Linked DNA regions of Triticum aestivum: region 2 is linked to region 1. The links are chromatin contacts, called in public HiCAR-type maps. All regions are on one chromosome and are shown on one strand. The core of a region is the stretch at or near the end of the contact, and the rest is flanking DNA. Distances in the headings are between cores, read along the strand shown.

Region 1 (6,180 bases), core at 1,563-4,062:
AAATAATGCAAATAATTTAGGCTAATGTTCAAATATCTGTTACCTTTGGAAGGCTGCTGAGAGCCATCTGATGGTGATTGAAGTGCATCTTTGCACACTGAATTAATCTGCCTACCACATAAATCACGGTTCCCAATAAAGCTGCATTACCATGTGAAAATTCAGATGGGTAGAAGAAAGAGCAGCTTATGGCACAATGCATACGCCTTTACTCGACTGAATATGCAGATTTAGTTAGATAGATATAAATAAGAGAGAAGACAACTCACGAAGTTTCATTAAAATTGGTAAGTGAACCATCTGATGGTATCGGTCCTGTCAGAAAGTTCATGGATACGTTGCTGCATAGGATGTGAAAATAATTATTTTTTCATGGGCCAAAATAAGTGTCTCAACCTTAGTACAACTTTGTACTAGAGTTAGTACAAAGTTGAGTTGAGACACTTATTTTGGGACGGAGAGAGTAGCTTAACATAACAGGTTTGGTCAGCTTATGGACATAAAAAAAAAGCACTTACAAAGATGCAAGTTTGGTCAGGTTATCAAGAGAATGCGGGATTGATCCCTTCAACGTATTGCTGGATAAGTCCCTGGATAAAATAAACATATTTCAGAAATAGGAATGAATATCTAAATAACATAAACACAAAAGGTGAATTTATCTACATTTCAATACATATAATTTGTGTTGAAGCCTTCTTATATGACCCATTACTGTAAAAAATGGTACATGGCAGATGTAGTAACATTAGTCTAACCTGAGGTATTTATCTGATACGAAATTAATAATCAAATTTAATAAAGAAGCTAAAACTACACCAGAGGACTCACAACGTCTCAAGTTCAACCAGATCACCAAATTCCGAAGGGATATATCCACTTATATAATTTCCTTGTAGATGCCTGCAAGTGATTTCACAACATACGCAATAAGAGCCTGATTTCACAGAAGAAATAAAAGCAAAAATTACATGCTAAAAATTCTCTGGCACAGATACAAGAAGCTTGTGACCATTAATTATCAGTTGCAGCATCTAACATTTAATTAATTATCCGTTGCAGAATCTAACATTTCATTCGATGAAAAAAAACATAGGTAGCAATCAGAATTACAATAAAACTTACAGTTGTTGCAACTTGGTACAATTTCCTAGCTCGGGAGGGAGTGAACCATACAAACTGTTCCCCTGTAGTGATCTAATGACATAAAACCACATTTATATCAAAGACCAAGTTCTTTGATATACAAGGCGGGAAATAGCTAAGAAATGCAAAAAAAGAAAAGGTGAACACACTTACAAAGTCTGCAGCTGATTTAGCCTTCCAACTTCTGGTGGTATGGGCCCGACTAACTTGTGATATGGGAGAATCCTAAATGGAAGGCAGTGAGTGACCTTATGATAATGCGACTCAAAATACTGAATATGAATTGAAACTAGGACATGGTGTCCAAAATATGAACACCAAATAACTGAAGCAAAACAGTGAAGCAAAACAGTGAGTGGATAGGTTAAGAAGTTGAGCAAATGACAGTAAGCAGAGTTAATATGCAGAGTGGTTTTTTGTTTCTTACAGATAAATCACTCTCTTGCTGTGACCATCGCATTTAACACCCTTCCATTTGCAGGGATCCGCGTCTTGTTCGTGCCAACTTAGAAAGACCCCATCTGAATTTGTGATTGCCTTCTTAAAGGCGAGAAGTGCTTCACCTGTATGAAACAGTTCGTGCATGATCAGTATTGGATAAGCAGAAAAAACAAATCAAATGGCCCGTGAGCAGCCACAACCATCATCACATACCGTCTGAACTTAGCGCTCTTGCTGCACGGCCCCCAAAGTGCAGGATGATCAGAATAAAGAGGAAACCGGGCTGTTTTCTGAGAAAATAGCCCATTTGTCACCACCTGGTGGAGCATACAAGGGTGACTAGAGCATATTCCAGAGGTCATGAATGAGGAAATACGGTATGCATCTTTACAATCGGAGAGAACCCAACCAACCAACCCTGCAATGGTGAAAAGCAAAACAAATCAGCAATAATCATATAGTAGTAACAAACTAAAGACGCGCTCAGAGAAATCTTAAGCCTTGAACGGCGGAGAAAAAATAGCAGATCAAATGCAGTACTTTTCGAGATAACGGTGTCCGGGGCTTTCGCACGAAATTGGCGGCCATGATATGGGAGCTACTAACTTTTTTTCGAGATGCTATGGGAACTAAATGAAGCAACATTTTCAGTCTTTTTATGCAAAAAAATAATCCTTTCAGGCTAACTGAACTAGCTGCCTTCGAGCATCTGACTTCGAGATTCCCCAAATCCAAGAAAATAAATCTACAGGACGGAAGCATTAGGCGGGCTCGTTTCTCAAATCGGGAACCAGTAGCGGATCTAGATGGCGTGAGCGGCACGCCCGGAGCAGAAATCCTGGAGCTCGGTGGGGTTTAACTAAGAGCATCACTGGATGGGAATGAGCCCGTACCTCAAACCCTCAGCGGGGCGGAGACAGCAGGAGCGCGATCTTGCGGCGAGGAGAGCGGCGGCGACGCTAAGCTGCTACGGCGCGGCGGCGGGCGGTAGAGCCGCGGTTGGGTTGAGATTGGTGGGTCTGGACTCGAGGAGGAAGAGGAGCTCAGGGAACAGAGGTGCCGACGATTAGCGGTGGGGGAGATGGAGGATGTGAGCAGGGAGTGGGAAGAAGCGGCACTGGGTGTGGTGTGGTGTGGTCACTGTGGTGGTGGTGGTGGTGGTGAGCAGAGCTGAGAGCACTGAGCACTGGCAGAGTGAGGGGGGAGGGTAAATGGGTCCGAGGAGATTAGGCAGCCGGTGGTGGCGTGGGTGTGGGAGTGGGACTGGAGCTGGGGCGCGAGTAGTCGTAGCAGTGAGCGTGAGAGAGTGCGGTTTTGTCCGCGCACTGCGTCAGCGACGGCGGCACACGGGACGACGGGGCGAACAGCTAATCGCTCAGTTATTACCAGATTGCCTTGCATGATATACGGAATTTGTCTGATTAGATTTCGTGTTGATTTTATATTGTTATTAAAGGAAATCTTGTGCTTAGAGCAAGTTCGTTGTCTGTATTGCTGTTTAGCAGTTATCATTGGGTTAAGGTGTTTGTACTTGTACCCGAAAAAATGGGCTTGTATTATGGCACGCGAAGTGACAACGACATCTCTCTTCACTTGGACGAGAAAAGCGACGCATTCTTTACTGCAGAGAGGGCTCATGATGTACTCCTTCCGTTCCTAAATATAAGTCTTTTTAGAGATTTTAATATGGACTACATACGGAGCAAAATAAATGAATCTACACTCTAAACTATGTTTATATACATCTGTATGTAGCCATATTGAAATCTCTAGAAAGACTTATATAGGAACGGAGGGAGTACTTATTAGCTAGAGGAACTCACGAATCACATACTCATAGCAATCAACATGTTTTGGGCAGACCAATTTCATACCTAGCCATAAGAAGGTCTTCAATAATAGGTCCGTCCCTTACGGTGACGGTTAGCGTACGTCACGGAGTGGCGATCTCGGGGCGAACCCAGACTCCCTAGGGTTTCTGGCATGGACACCGCCGCCGATCATCGATCTGCATCAGTCTGACTTTTCAGGATCGCCTCCCTGCAAACCACCTCATCCACACTCCGTCCCATCCACCATAAGTCTCCGCGAGCTAGGGACCGCGGTCGTACACCACCGGTTCGTCCCTAGGGTACTTTGTCTTGGTGTGCGGGGTTGTGAAGGAGTGATGGAGGATGTGGAAGGACTGATGAGAGGTTTGAAGTTTTCGGCGGTGGAAAGGAGTGCGAAGGCAGGGCAGGCAGAGAAGGGGTAATCGTATGATTGGGCACCGGATGATCCTCAGGCAGTGGAGAAGTTGTTCTCGGAAAAATCAGCGCACGCAGGGGTAGTAGGGAAAACCTTGGGAAGAATTTGGTGTCCGATTAAAGGCTTGGAGTGCAAAGAGCTAGAGGCAAACATCCTGGATAAGAGCATTGGAGGAAGGCCCCTGGTGGTTTGACAAGGAGTTGATCGTCATGGAGGAGTTTGATCCGGAGAAGACAGTGGATGAATATGACTTCAACCTCATTCCCATGTGGATCTGTGTCTTTGGGCTACCTCTTGGGTATATGAACAAGCCACTGGGAGAGCATTGGTGCTGATTTTCATGAGTTTCTGGATGTGAATGTTGGTCATGGGGGCAAGGTAATGGGGAAGTACCTCCGAGTGAAGGTTAAGTTGGATATCAATGAGCCCCTCATGAGGGGTTTTGTGTTGGATAGGGAGAATAGGCGGGAGGAGAATAAAGGTGAAACAATAGTGGAGCTAGGTGAGAAGAAGAAGAGGAAGAAGAAGAAGAAGAAGGACTTGCTTCGGTGTCGTTTTGAATACGAGCACATGCTCGACTTTTGCTATTCTTGTGGTGTGATCGGGGATGGTGAGAAGGAGTGCAGGAGGAAGCCTATTAGAGGTGACGCATCGCAATATGACCCATGGATGAGGGCTGAGGAAAGCTATAGAAGAGGGGGCGGAGGAAGAGGGAAATGGCAAGATATATGGGGTAACACTGACAGAAAGAGCATAGGCGAAGGTAGAGGGAATCATGGTTCTCATGGTTCAGGGGAAAGGAGGCTATATGGCTGGGGAAGAGGCTCTGGTGGCTCAGGGAGCAATGCGGCATCCTGGAAAAAAGATAGCTCAAACTTTGAGAACAGTGACAAGAACACAGCTGAAGAGGGGTAGGTCACGAGTCCACTGAAACTGACTGAGATAGTCGACAAAGCTGCAACAAATAGGGAACTAAAAGCCTCCAGTTAGATCCAGCTCCAAACACTCTGCAGGATAGGGAGCAAAACAATATGGTAGTAGACCTACTGGTTGTGGGGGGCACTGTTAGCGCAGATGGAAGGTAAAAATGAGGGAGCGGCGGCAAAGATTAACAAGGTTGGTGAAGAGAGAAGTCCTCGGAGGGAGATGTCAGATAGTAATGCTGGGAAGGGGAAGGATGGGAAGAAATTCAAGAGGAAGGTGCGTCCGGAGGGAGTGGGCTTGAACGGTAACCTAGATGTTAAACTGGGAAAAGAGAAGCTGAAGAGATGGATACTAGTGTAGCCAGCAACCTCAAGAAGGGCAAAAGTGGAGAAGAGTCTGATCTTACAGCGAAATAGATGACAACAGTTCAAGAGGCGAGGAAGAAGTAAACAACACAACCACAAGCATACCAACCGGGCGGCTAGAGGAGCCCTGCCGGGAGCAATGAAAATAGTCAGCTGGAACTACCGGGGTCTCGGGAATGGCCTAGCAATTCGTTCTCTTCTTGAATTGGGGAGAGTGGAGAATCCCGATATTTTGTTCTTGTGTGAAACAAGAATGGAGGAGAAGGAGTTAGGGAGGTTTAGGTAGTGGTTCAGGATCACCAACATGACATCGTGGAAAGATGAGGGGACTGGGAGAGGGGTCATTTTGTTCTGGCGAAGAGGAGTGGATGTGACCTTGAGATCGTATGGAAGGCGGCATGTGGATGTGGATGTTAAGCAGGGGGGTGGATCGATTTGGCGGTTGATGGGAGCGTACGTAGAGTCAGCTATGGATAGGATGGAGAATTGGAGGCTACTGAAAATTCTGAAACAACAACACAAAAATGGAAGACCTTGGCTTTGTCTCGGAGATTTTAACGAAATTCTAACGAGCTATGAAAAAGTAGAAGGGGTGGCTTGACCACAACACTATATTGATGGTTTCCGGGAGGCTCTAAATTTTTGTGGGCTTTGATACATTGGATTTGAGGATGACATGTACACATGGAGAAATCATAGTAAAGAATTATGCACGTACATTTGTGAAAGGCTCGACCAGGCAACATCAAACAATGAATGGTGTGACATATTTCCAAATTATGTGGTGGTCAATGGTGAGCCTCGGCATTCTGACCACATGCCGATCATTGTGCATATGGAAGGAGTCTGCAGGGGATGGAAGAGAGGTGGACACTTATTCTGTTTTGAAGCTCGCTGGCTACATGAAGATGTGTGTGAGGATGTGATAAGAAAAGCCTGGGAGAATAGTTGCTTGTCAGGTGCAGGGGCGTGGCACACTGGTATAACAAGCTGCTATATAAACATTTTTAACCCCTTTCTGTGGCGGCATTTCAAACCATTGCCAGGCCAGTGTGTG
Region 2 (6,180 bases), core at 1,354-3,853, 330 kb after region 1:
ATTCACTTTACAATCGGCTAGACTAGTTATCTGTGAGTCCTTTTACAGTACATTAAGTTATTCTATGCCGTTTATTTTTATGATGCAACGGCTAAGATATAATAACAATACTACACTAGAATTCTTGTAGTATATTCAGGCATGGAGGGCACTTTGGGCAGTCCAGCATCCAGCTTCTGCTGGTAATCCACGAGCTGGGCGACGGCTGGAGGGATGCCGCCGGAGCTGCCGTTCGTGCTGTTGGTGGAGTGGTGGTGGGCTCGCATCGGGTTGGGGATGAATCATAGTGGGTGCGGGGTACGCGGGTCTGGGCGCGAGAGCATGCTGCTCTCCATCGCCTGGCCGCCAAGCACACCGTCATTGCCTTCCGTTGAGTTCGACGTCCACGCTTGTTTAGGCTTGGATTTGGAATTGGCGTCGAGCGAAACAGTTTTTTGTGGAACTTGGAAGTAGTAATTATATGGTTGGATCAGGACATGGATTGAATGTGTCATACACACTGTTTCTCTCTGAAGTTACAAAACAGTAGTGGAACTGATTCATTTGTGTCCCAAATTCGCTATGTAATACTCCCTCCGTCCCAAAATTCTTGTCTTAGATTTGTCTAGATACGGATGTATCTAATACTAAAACGTGACTTGATACATCCGTATTTAGACAAATGTAAGACAAGAATTTTGGGGCGGAGGGAGTATGTGATGCCGTTATGTTATAGCATGTAAGCTCTTTGTGGTAGCCTACATGTAACATGCATCATCCAGCTACTGCTAAGATCAATGACCAGACTAGTGCTAAAGTTTTGCATGGGCTCTTGGATTCCATGCTTCATCATTGTTGGTGTTGAAAAGGGAGACGAGAGCAGCGATTGGCGGCATCGCCCTCCTCATCGACCTTCCATGCAGCAGCATCTCACCTGACAGCGGTGGCGCAAGGGAGGAGCGGGCGTACAGCTGCGCTCGTCACGTGTGGCGGCGATCGTCACATATGGCGGAGCTATATTGGGATCGTTCGCAGGGAGGCGAGGTCATGTGGTTGTGATCAGTTGATTTTCCTGTTCCTTCTGGATTAATTGGAGGCATTGAATCGATCGGGCGAGAGCCGAACCCAAAGCTGAGAATATTAGCCTAGTCGGAAATTACCAAGCTATCCTCAAGCTGAGCTTTTAGGCGAACCATATCAATCGTTGGATTAACTTAATACTACACCTAAATCTCAGTAGTACGATGTACCGTAAATAATCTCTTATCTATCACATGTAACAAACTGAAGGAAGACATACTTTAGCTGCTCTTGTGGTATTATAAAGCTTCTGGAGATTCTGGTGGCACTCAAGTTCAGCTTCATCAACAAGCGAAGTGTCTTGATTATGGCGTGCGCTGAACGTCTTGCGAACCGCCTGCAAAGTAAATGTAACTCTCTCAAGAATGAAACAGGCAAAGAAGCATGTCATATGATGCTCGAACCCATCTATTCTATTGGATTGGACCAAGCAAAATTAGGCTCAGCTTCCGAATAAGTGGGTATCCACAGTCAAACGTGCAAGAAATGAGTAGGTCCATATTAGTGTCAGAAACCTAAAGAATAGATATGCAATTCACTCGTTCCCTTCCAATGGCTGCTGTTCTGTTCTGTTCTCCCGATACAGTGGTCACTACCCATAACCTCAAAATTCTCAAACTAACTCTGTGTGGAATTGACTGGGGGAGCAATAGCCGGGGGAAGAACCACGCCTGTACTTCCGGCGAAATTCCGGCCACACGGTGATCGGCGGGAGGCTGAATTTGTGGAATTTGGGAGGGGAACCCGTACCTGCTGCTGCTTGGCGACGTGCTCCCGGAGCTTGCTGGCCTGCTTCTTGAGCGCCTCCATCCGCGCCGGCCGACAGGATCGATCAAAAGCGAACGGCGCCTCTCCGGCGGTAGATAGGATTTGGGGCCGCCGCAAGCCACGAAATAACGAACCCCGGAGGGGGAAAGCAGGGTGGAGCACTCTCCTGACTGCTAAACGACACGACGCGAAGCGCTAGAAGGGGAGGGGAGGCGGCGGCTGCTAGGATGAGCAGCAGCAGCGCGGCGCTAGGAGGGAGGGAGCAGCAGTAGAGCAACCGCCCCTCGCCTCTCCGCGGTTTGTTGGGTTGCTGTGGTGGCGGTGACGGTGGTGGTGGTGGTGGTGGGGTTGGTGCGGAAGCGGAAGCGGAAGGCAGTCGCTGCTGCCGTGGTGTAAGGTAAGTAACTGCCTGGCAACCTCAACCGAGGCGAGCGCGAGGCGGGAGGTCAAAACCGCCCGCCGCGGCGGCGGGCACGGAGCGCGCCGGCCGACGACGGTGACGACTGCCGACCAAACTGTAGAGCGAACAGCTAAGCTGGACCGTAGAAATGGGGGGTGTTCCGGTTTCCAGAGAAAGCGAGAACGATGGACGTGTGACGGGATTGTGAGTCGAGCCGCGCGTTAGTCCCACGCCATTGGGGGTGCGCCGTGCCGTGCGCGTGGGAGGTGGGACTGACTGGGGGTGCGCGCGTAGAGAGCGACCTGACGCGACGGGGAGCGTAGGGGCGAATGAACTGAAAGTGGCGGAGGCGTGGACTTGGTGCCTGCCGGTGGCACGAGCGGCGGCCATCCTCGCCGCGGCCCGCAGCTTATCTAATCTGCAACGGACAAAATCTTTGCATTTTGTTCTACTCGCCGTCGCCAGCCATCGTGCTCGTTGTTTGTTTAAGACGCCGGCCATTCCGCTGACGACACCGCCAGGGATGAAATGGTGCTGGTGGCCGGCTTTTGACTGCTGCCAGCCAAGCGCTCTTGTGCTCGGTCGCTCTCGCGTCGGCGTAGGCGCGTGGCTCTGCGAGGTCAAGCCTACCCCGTCATCTAATCTCATCTCACCAGTAAAATATTTGAGACCGTCGTGTCATCTCAACTGAATGCGTCCTGAGGCAAGCTCTCAGTCGCTTAACTCGCCACGTTGCAATCCATCCCGGTCATGACAGATTCAGCAAAGCACTGGCCAAACAGAAAAATGATAGGCTCAACTGTAAACAATGCGGCCCAGCAAAGCGTCGCCCTCAGGTGAGCTGGCCCAGATTGGCACCTGTGTGTGACCTGCATCCATCATCACAGCAAGCCAGGGGCAACCAAATGAAACTAGCATTAGAAGCACCAACCAGATAAGGGCAAGGGAGGAAAGACCCCTGCCGGTGACATGCCAGCACATTTCTATCATGACGACTCACATCTGCGTCGTCTTAATGGCGGTTCATACTACCTGATTAATGTCCAAATTCTGGCAATGTACGAAATAACAATGTCACGCTACACACCAGAGCGGTTTCACGGTCACCGGACATAAACCACATCAACACATCAACACATGAATGACGCAAGACTGCAGATAATGTTATCTGTCATAGACGACACCAAAGTTTTCACTTCACTATCTTTGCGATTCTCCAAGAGCCCAAGACAAGCTTCCTTTCTCCAACAAGTTGGAAGATAAATCATGGAGGGAGGCCACCACAGGTCCGGCCATATTTTTCGCAACAGGAACACTTCACTTGTTCCCATCCTCAACACTTTGGTTTTCAGTCGCACCTTTAGGTTTTTCTTCTCGAAACTTAATATGATTCCTCTTTGCACTTCTGAGATTTTCTACCATCTCATGATCCCTGCAAAGATTTTGCACCTGTAACACACTCTGAAAGTAGAACAGACAGAGGACACAGAGAATGACAAAAGGACGACGGCAAAGCTACCTGCAATAGAACACAGTCCCACCCGCAGTCTCCCATATCCTCTTTATTTCACCTTCACCGCCATTGATTTTCCTACAATACAAGCACAAAGGGTCAACAAAAGAAGATACATCAAAGCAGACAATATCAACACGAGCTATCCGATACATAAATCACACCTTGGCAAGCACTTCCGATGAAATGCTTTGGGGCAGCGCCTGCATAGCACCAAGTCCATTCCCCACGTTCCCCTTCCCTTTGATTTTCCTATTGTTTTATTACCCTCCAACGTTGCATGTTTTTTCCTGCACGTTCCTTTTCCCTTTGTTTTTCCTGTTGTTTTGTTACCCTTTGATGTTGCATGTTTTTTCTTGCACGAGTAGCATTCATGCATAGGGCATGAATCCCCTGGCAAATTATTGATGTCCAGTGGAAGACATTCAGGGTGGTAAAAGCGCTTACAGCCCCTTTTATTGCACTGTATGATGACCTGACAAAAATGCAAACAAAAAGTTGGAGAATTAAAGGAATCTGATCTATCCTGACGAGCAACTGCATATGCAAAAAGATCCTGAATATTATTTTAGAGCCTATATGCAATCAAAATCAAGTATCATTAGTAGTTGTTCCATTGGCTCCTACATCTACAGAATCACAATACTTTAGCTTCAAAGAACTCTACTGTTTTTCTCATTATTCTCAATGACATAGAGAATTAAGAAATCAGTAAATCAAGTAACAGTTCCATCACAAACAGAATATAATATATCTCAGAAAATACAAAGTACAAATACATGTTTTTTCAGACACACCTGTTCGCCTCCTCCTTGGTCTGAAGATCCCAACTCTCCGCAAACAAAGCACTGGTGCTTCTTAGACGCACAATTTTCGCACAGAAACTCAGGTAGTTCCTATATAATATGATATGCATGAAAAGTTAGATGCCAATACCGGACATACTGAAACAAGAATAAAACTGAATAATTTGGTAAAGAATTAGCACCAGTTGTTCTTCACTCAGACCAAGAGTGTCGCAATGAGAAGCTTCACCAGTAGGTTTGGTTGGGTGGAATGACCTCCCACAGTCACCATCACAACTACAATGAATTAAGTTAAGAATATGTGTCAACCCTTCTTCAGTCAGGGAGCACGCAGGCCCCGCTGGATACAAAACTTCTTTCGAGAACAATAGCCTTGCAGAGTTCATGCAATGCAAGCTACAATGTTACGCAATCAGGCTACTCAAATAGTATACAGAATGACAAATGGCAATCTAGAGCTGCGATGGCAACTCTGAACATGGAGGAAATATTTTGGGGCTGTTTGGTTAGGGAAAGGCTGCGTACAATAGACCCAAAGTGGTCGGACCCTTCCCCAGACCCTGCGCAAGCGGGAGCTACATGCACTGGGGCTGCCCTTGCCCTTTTTTTGGTTTTTGACAGAGCCCCAAAATATTTGCGATGACAAATTGGCGAGCAATTTCGGCGCCCGAGCTTCACCAAAAAGTTGGCGCAGATATACACTAGTAGCGCTGCGGTGGGCTGGGCGAGCCAAAATATCAGCGCTCATCCAAACGACCTCACCAGCCTGGTCAACGACCAATATTTTGGACGGGCGGCTGTGGGCAGCAATCCAAACAGCCCCTTACACATGACATGAGCAAATAGTTCCATTCAAAATAAATGAACAACAATAATCAATCATTTTACATGATACCGAAAAAACACTAATTTTCTTTTCAACCGATCTATGTATTTTTACGTGAACTAGTGGCATATAACTCTGAAGGGGAGCCTTGGCGCAGTGGTAAAGCTGCTGCCTTGTGACCATGAGGTCATGGGTTCAAGTCCTGGAAACAGCCTCTTACAGAAATGTAGGGAAAGGTTGCGTAGTATAGACCCAAAGTGGTCGGACCCTTCCCTGGACCCTGCGCAAGCGGGAGCTACATGCACCAGGTTGCCCTTTTTTTTAGTGGCATATAACTCTCCAAAATACCATAGATTAACCTGAGAAGAACAAAAAAATAAAAGATACCCTACATTATGAAAAAGATTAGACAAATAGAGTATGCCTACCATATCAAGTCGCCACCCTCATCACAAATAGCACAAATATAATCATCCTGCACAAGCATGTCATTTTAGTTATACATATTGAAACAAGAAGAATTGTAGTGGTACAAGTATGAAACAAAACAAAAATCTGAGCGGCTAAACTAAACAAATCAACATTGCCGTCAATATCTTTCAAAATCTAGTAAGTACTGAACCTTTCCTTTTGAAATTGTTTCATTCGAATAATAATCAGTTAACATTTACTCATGCAAAGTTTGAACTGAGATGATACATTACAATGTAAGTTTAGGGAAACACAAGGGAAAAGGCAGAAGATTATCTTTCTAGCATGTACCAATAAATTCATAATCTATAATGTGAAAGAGCTATTTACGAGAAGA

The links. HiCAR-type assays count read pairs that join an accessible place to other places.
Region 2: a HiCAR-type map of leaf shows a contact between it and region 1, with 6 times the contacts expected there. The contact joins the promoter of LOC123092643 here to the promoter of LOC123092642 in region 1. A contact is called at or near these places in 5 of 5 Hi-C or Micro-C datasets (leaf, root and an unstated tissue) and 1 of 1 datasets of contacts at active chromatin or transcription factors (leaf).

Annotation. Positions count from the first base shown.
Region 1 is chr4B:449,154,683-449,160,862 of IWGSC CS RefSeq v2.1, forward strand. It overlaps LOC123092642 (LRR receptor-like serine/threonine-protein kinase FEI 1), which reads right to left and starts at 2,813. Exons shown (of 14, transcript XM_044514453.1): 1 at 2,481-2,813; 2 at 1,801-2,005; 3 at 1,574-1,709; 4 at 1,300-1,371; 5 at 1,126-1,197; 6 at 832-903; 7 at 519-590; 8 at 270-341; 9 at 44-141. The coding sequence starts at 1,894.
Region 2 is chr4B:449,487,027-449,493,206 of IWGSC CS RefSeq v2.1, forward strand. It overlaps LOC123092643 (SH3 domain-containing protein 2), which reads right to left and starts at 2,604. Exons shown (of 10, transcript XM_044514455.1): 1 at 1,810-2,604; 2 at 1,280-1,396. The coding sequence starts at 1,869. It overlaps LOC123092644 (protein ENHANCED DOWNY MILDEW 2), which reads right to left. Exons shown (of 10, transcript XM_044514456.1): 5 at 5,801-5,847; 6 at 4,729-4,822; 7 at 4,538-4,636; 8 at 3,905-4,215; 9 at 3,747-3,818; 10 at 3,144-3,659. The coding sequence ends at 3,545.